Regions from separate parts of the Triticum aestivum genome. Here region 1 is linked to region 2. Evidence: chromatin contacts called from public Hi-C data. All regions are on one chromosome and are shown on one strand. Each heading gives the region's core, a stretch centred on a gene start, on an enhancer-like site or on the middle of the called end of the contact. The rest is flanking DNA. Distances are from core to core; before and after follow the strand shown. Region 1 has its middle 43 kb from the start of LOC123099072. Region 2 holds the start of LOC123099072.

Evidence for each region. Hi-C and Micro-C count contacts between places; a contact is called where the count stands out from the background.
Region 1: a Hi-C map of leaf shows a contact between it and region 2, with 1.8 times the contacts expected there. The contact joins the enhancer-like site here to the promoter of LOC123099072 in region 2. A contact is called at or near these places in 2 of 5 Hi-C or Micro-C datasets (leaf and an unstated tissue).

Annotation. Positions count from the first base shown.
Region 1 is chr4D:503,968,752-503,972,163 of IWGSC CS RefSeq v2.1, forward strand. No RefSeq gene overlaps it. Among protein-coding and RNA genes, the nearest start is that of LOC123099072, 43 kb to the left of the region's middle. Within about 2 kb of position 1,895, at least 1 of the 8 cell types and tissues checked has an H3K27ac peak or open chromatin away from gene starts, as enhancers often do. A contact at or near this core is called in leaf, where this site is marked.
Region 2 is chr4D:503,925,712-503,929,144 of IWGSC CS RefSeq v2.1, forward strand. LOC123099072 reads right to left here and starts at 2,120. Exons shown (of 7, transcript XM_044521203.1): 1 at 363-2,120; 2 at 167-257; 3 at 1-77. The coding sequence starts at 1,553.

The DNA.
Region 1 (3,412 bases), core at 645-3,144, 43 kb after region 2:
CATACCGGGTCTGGGGCACAATCCGGTCAGACACACTCTTGTGTCGTCGCAGCCATCTTCCACAGGTCCGTCTTCAGAATATATTGAGTCTTCTACCTTGTGAAGGCCACTCCGCCATCGACGTCACCATGACGCCAGACAGCTACCTCCTCCTGCGCGAGTCCATCTCCGCGCATCGGGCGCCAAGTCTCCACTGCACCACGCCGCCGAGACCTGCTGCCATCAATGATTAAGATGAAGCACCGCTCCACCAAAGAAGCCGCCCACTGGTCCCTCGATCCCGTGAACACCTCCAAGACTGACGCCCCCGAGAGGAAACGACACAAAATAGCGCCGCCGTCATCCGATTTACTGATCTAGGGTTTCCCCCGGAGATAGCAGATGGTGGCCTTGAACTTCTCCTCGGCGATGCCTTCAAGAAGGGAATGCCGCATAACAGCGCCGTCACCGCCGGCCTTGGCCTGAAAGGACCTATGAGGAGGTACGTAATATTAACGGAGCAACTAATACAATTCACACACCTACAATTCACTCTCTACCTATTTTTTTCAACAACGAAATACAATTCACTAAAAAATATTAGACATGTCTATATATATATTACAGAATATTAACGGAGCAACTAATACAATTCACACACCTACAAGTATATTACAAATATTTGCCGGAGCAACTACAAATATTTACAGATTTTAATATTTGACTACCTATGTTACGGATTTGACCGGAGCTACTCCAAATACTGACAGTCCTAAATACTTCACATCCACATATAGTACGGAATATTACCGGAGCAACTACACATTTTTACGTAAATAATTAGTTGACATCTAAATATATTTACGTATACTACCGGGGCAAATAACAATAATCGCACACCTAATTTATTTCACATCCAAACATATTAACAAATACTACCGGAGCACCTACGAAAAATAAAATGTTTGCTAAAATATACCCTTGAAGCGTGCGTGCGAACGAAGAACGACGAACGGCGGCCACCAAACTGCCGGTGCTCCGCCTCCAACGAAGAACGACGAACGACGAGCTTCACCTCCACCACACCGCCCCAACTTCACCACCACCACCTTCACCTCCACGAGCTACCAAAATGCTCACCACGACCACCACGAGCTACCCCATCAGTAGATCGAGGACTCTTTTGGCTGCCCTAACTAAGTTGAATCCATTCACGGTGCCAAATCCGCAAAAAACTGGCTCATTTAGGTGTAGAAATTGAAGGCATTTTCGTGTACAGAAGGGAGAAGGAAAGAACAGAGGAAGAACAGATATGCTCGAGTGGGATAGCGAACAGATATGCTCGAGCCGCAGGGAGCCGGGCGTGCTGCAGGTGGGGCCGCACCCTGTCGGCCCGCAGCTGGCCGATCGGCCCGCAGTAGGCTGACAGGGGCTCACCCCGTGACCGCCGCGCCGACAGCTCCCTCTCCCCACCCCGCGACGTGGCCTGCCCAATGCGCGTGCGACAAGTGGCAGGCGGGCCAGCTGTCGGCCTGCTACTGGCCGAGTACGCCCAGTCGGCCTGCTGTGGGCTGACTAGGCCCAGTCGGCCTGCAGCGGGCCGACGGTGTATTATTTTTAAAAATTATTTTTTCAGCGTAATACTTGTGCAAATTAATAAAAAAAATGTATTATTCAAAAAAAATTAGCGAGCCTAGAGGGAGGCTTGATTCGCCTAGTGATAGACCGAAGATATCTTTGGCTGGCAGCGACTGTGTTTCAACAGGACGACATTTTTAAAAAGCCAGAGTCACGGCTGCTTGGTCGACCGGCCGTCCGTTCAAACGGTGTGAAACCGCTGGCTATAACTAAGCGAGTACGATCGAGGTCGGTCTTGTGAAAGGCTAAGGCCAGTTAGTTGTACCAAACAGAGAGGTAGCCACGGGTTAGCTTTGACCGATCGGAACATCGCTTCGTCGGAAATCCAGGAAGGATTTGACTTGACGTGTCATGTCATGGCGGCTCTTAATTAAGTTGACCGTTCGTTCGCTGTCGTCGTCTACCCGGCCTTCCTTCCTTGCAGGAACAACGACTGCTTTCCGTAACGAAATGATTCAGCTAGCTGCGTCTCTTCAATTCCTCTTTTTTTTTTTGGCTTAAATCCTTGCCGCCACTAGCTTGTTCATTAATCTCTTGTTTTAACTCCATCGCATGCTTTCAGTAGTGTCGGCTGTTATCGATCGACCGTCGATCGATGTAACCGGCCAACAACTTACTTTTATTCAGCACAACTTCTTTGTGTTACCTTTTGCACCGCACACGGCCGTACTGCAATCATGCATGTTCCGAGTTCTAACTAATGCTTTTCTAAGCTTCTACATAAGCTAATGGTTCCACTAACGTACTAATGTTACCTTCGCGCTTGCATGGCAAGAGAGTACTACTAGTACTAGTAGATTAATATATAATTAACTGATGAAGATCAAGGGCAATTGCACCGTACGCGCATAATGTTTTCCCAGTAACGCCTATCTTGGCAAGTGCGTAATGCTCCAGCACCTTTCGGTCGCTTATCCCCTCTTAACAAACCAGTAAACAAAGGTTGCTTAACCAGGTGGTGATTGATCATGCGCACATGTGAGCACTAAGGCGAACTATGCCTAGCTAAGGTTCTTGTTTAGCCATATAAGATGGGATCTGCGACGCGATTCGATTCTGCGTACGTGCATGCGTGGACGTAGTACGTACGCCGCGGAAGAGGTTGATTAGGGAGGTGGCTTGGAGTTTAATCTTCTTCATCGCCGCGCGCCTCGTAGGGCCGCATCTGCATGCATGCATGTGAGGTGCCCGATGGAGCTGGGGCCTGGGGCTAATATCTCCGGCCGGCGACGTGTCATCCCATCAGCTTGGGAGGGGCCTGATTTAAAAGTTGTTTGATTGCATTTGCATGCATGCGGTGTCATCCAAATTAAGCTCAACAGTGGCAGCTTCATTTCATCTTCTTTTTTTGAACGGTCACCGAATTTCCCCACGCTTCACTTCACTTGGCCCCAACCTCACTGTTCATCTACTCACTGTTGTCCAGCTCTCCAGCTTCCGCTCATAAACAGGCATGTGAGCGTGTCAGACACTGATTGATTGGAAACAGATCAGTGATTGAGTATACACCTGGCTGCTAGTTAATTCAGCGTCACCTTGTGAGGCAATAAACTGTACTATCAACAACGTACCCATAGTTTTTTTCAGATCAACCGTGCAAAATGTCGATGCATGCATGCATGGCGGTACGTAGCCCTTACACCTAGTAATTAATCCAGAATCACCGTACCACCTCTAGCTAGTGTGGCAACTACTACATCAACTATGCAATGTTTTGCAGCTCAAGTTCAGCCGAGGAAAGCATATATTGACCAGTGCTGCTGGTCTGCCCTCTAGCTAGTCTGTGGATGAACAT
Region 2 (3,433 bases), core at 870-3,369:
CCAAATGCGAACCAATCCATCGATGCAACCGCTGATAAAATAATTGTCACTCGTAGGGTGAAACTGAACGCATGTCACTGCATAATAGACAACAAACTTGATGTCAGCATCATATGGTGAGGAGCGGCAGGCTGCGGAAACATTAGTTCAGGGGAGAAGGGTTTACCGTAGTTATTGTGGTAGAAAACCTTGAGACAACTATTGCACCCGACCCGCCACAGTCGAGCAGTTTTATCCATAGATGCAGAGATCAAGTCCTGCACAAAACCAAGCGAAGGCAGATGTTTTAGTAGATGAGCATAACAACATCTGTAGTAGATCCTTCAGGTACATGGAAACACACTGTCTGGACTGCAACTCACCCCATTTTTGGACCATGAGAGATCCAAGATGGCATCATCATGCCCATAGAATTCATGCACAGGGACCTGAGACAGCGCAAAGGTCCGGTGAGGGATCACAACACAGGCCGGATCTGCTTGCCCCTTTGAACTCTTGTCCTGTTTGCTCTTGGTCCCTTCGCTGGAGTTGACAGGAGCCAGTTCAGAGTTCTCATTGACAGTGAAGAAGACGCATGACGGATCGTCCTCGGCGAAGTCGAGCTCGTCGGGCCTCTCGCCCTCCACCACGCGCCACACCCGCACCACGCCGTCCTCGCCACCGGTGGCCAGGTACTGCCCGTCGGAGCTGAACTTCATGGCCACAATGGCGCCCTTGTGCGCCCTGATCTCCTGGCCCTTGTACACCGCTGACAATTCCTTTGACCGCTTCTTGTATGGCCTGACCTTGACCCTGTCAACGGCCTTCCCGGGCTTCCCGGCGCAGCTCCGGCAGGAGCTGGATGAGGTGGAATTCGCCTCGTCGTCGTCCTCGGCGTCGACGACGCAGGCGCCGATGCCCAGCCTCCTCCGGCGCCTCGCCCTCCCCGCGGCGGACTTCTCAGGGGTGGAGGGCTCGTCCGAGGAGTCGTCCACCCGGCGCATCATCTCGCGGATGAACGGGGAGGAGCCGGAGATCCTCTCGAATTCCGCGGCGGTGACGGTCCGGTTGGAGCGGCGCTCCCTGAGGCTCCGGAAGCTGCCATCCTTGCCCAGCTCGTGGACGACGAAGACCGTGCCGTCGTCCAGGTTCTTGAACACGCACTCCAGGCCGTCCTCGCCGCCGCCGCCGCTTAGGCCGGGCGCCCCCGCCTCCTCCTCCCCCGCAGCCCCGCGCGCGAGACGAGGGGCGGGCGAGGCCGGCTCCGCGCCGGGGCTGCCCAGGACGACGATCTCCTCGCCGGCGCGGGGCCTCGAGCGCGGCCCCGATTCTCCCGGATCCAGGAGGCCCAGGGAGCGGACGAACCGCTCGCGGCGCTCCTCGACGCTGAAGGGGCCCGTGGCCCAGACCTCGAGCAGGGCCCCGCCGCAGAGCAAAACGCCGTCGCCGTCGCCGGCGCTGCTGTGGCGGCCGGAGCTCGCCGGCGAGGCGACGGAGGGCGGCGAGATGGCCTCCCTGGAGTCGAAGAACTCCTCCTCGCCCGCGTCCGCGTCCAGCGAGCACGCCCGCGCCATGGGCACGCCCACACGACCAAGCCTCGGCGCCACCACCAGTTCACCACCACCACCACGCCGTTCCCCAAAAGGACCGAGCTTTAGCGGAGCGGAGGCGCGGCGGCCGGGCGGCGAATCCGGCAGCGGATCTCGCGGCGCTGGCTCCCGGATCTCGGTGGACTCCGTCCGTCCGTCCGCCCGCAGCCCGCTCCTTTATGGCGCGCCCACTGCGTGGCAGCCTCTGCCTGCCACCGCCCCCTTTCTCTCTCTCCTGTGGCGTTGGGCACGGACGGATGATGCAGTGGCAGTGGTACTACCCCGCCGCTGGCTCGCTGTGCTACCTCTCGTGGGGCGGCTCGGGGTCGGGTGTCAACAAGGAGCGGAAGGGAACCAACCAAGCATCCACCACGCCACGGCACCCAAAGCAAGCAGAGCGAGCAGTAGACTAGAGTGGGCGGACGGAGGAGGGGAGCGGCAATAAAAGGCCACGATAGCTAGCACAGGAGCGAGCGACGGAGGTAGGGGAGGGGACCTTCATCTCAATCGGTTGGGGTCGGGGACGGGATCCATCCATCCCAGCCGGCCCGGTAAAAGCCGCACCCACCACAACGGGACCGACGGCTGGCCGCTTCCCCTCCTGCCTCCTTCCCCTCTCCTCCCTATCACCTTTTCTTCCTCCATGTTTACTATTTTTATGTTTCTATATTCTACTAGCAATATTTCTATGATGGTGAATAATTGTCTAATTCAGTTTTTTTTTTGGGATTTTGAGGATGGTTAGGTGGCCTGTCTCTTGACTTTTCAATTCAAGAGGAGGTTTCAGAGGCCAAGTCTCGTGTTTGTTTGTTTGTTTCTCTTCTGCTAAGCCATGACGGGTTAGAAGTTCCGCGTCGTTTTCGGCCATCCCGTGACGATGATGTGTGCGGAATGACATTTTGTAGTAATGGTATTTTTAGTGTGGCGTGGACCGTGGAAGACCCGGGGAATAGCGGCAACGATGGAGAGTCTAACGCTTCCAAGACTAGGAGCGTGCGTTGGTGTGTCATTTATATTATGTGTCGCCTTATGTCTGACCGGTCATCCATCGAATTGACTATGTACATTCATTTCTCCTGATTGTATAGTGGAGGCGGAATTGATGGCCATGAATCGATACTACGGATAGAAGTAAAATCCCAAATTAATGCCATGTATATAGAGGGTGGTGTGGGCCGTCGAAAACTCGGAGAATGGCAATAACACTAAAGGTTAATGTGCCCGCAACCCGCAACAGAACCGAGGGCTGAGCTTGACGCCTCCCCATTCACCTTTTCTTGCTCCATGGAGCATTTCATTTCAACGTTTATGGGCATTTCAGTGATGAATAGTCGCTGAATTCTTTTCTTTCTTTTGCCTGAGAATAGTCGTCCAATTCGTTTTTATTTGGGATTGCAAGATGGTTAGGTGACTCGTCTCTTGACTTTTCAAGAGGTTATAGAGGCCAAGTCCCGTGTTTGTTCCTCTAAGCTATGACGGTTATAAGATGCACGTTGTTTTCGTTGATCCCATCATGATGATGCGCGCAAAACGACGTTTGGTAGTAATGGTTTTAAGCGTGGCATGGACTATCGAAGACCCAGAGACTAGTGGCTAATGGTTGCAAGACCACAAGCGTGTGTTAATGTATTGTTTTATATTATATGGCTTCTTCTGTATCGCCAGTCAACTCAACGTATTCATTTTGTATACTTGTATGTACATAATAAATATTGGAGATGGAAGTGACTGCAACAAATAGGTACTAAGGATAGAAAGGGTGGCGTGGACCGTCGAAAACCCGGAGAATGGCAACAACAACAATAAAGGTTAAGTTTCCAAAATTACGAGTGTCCATTTCCATCTTTTGATATTTTATAGTGTGT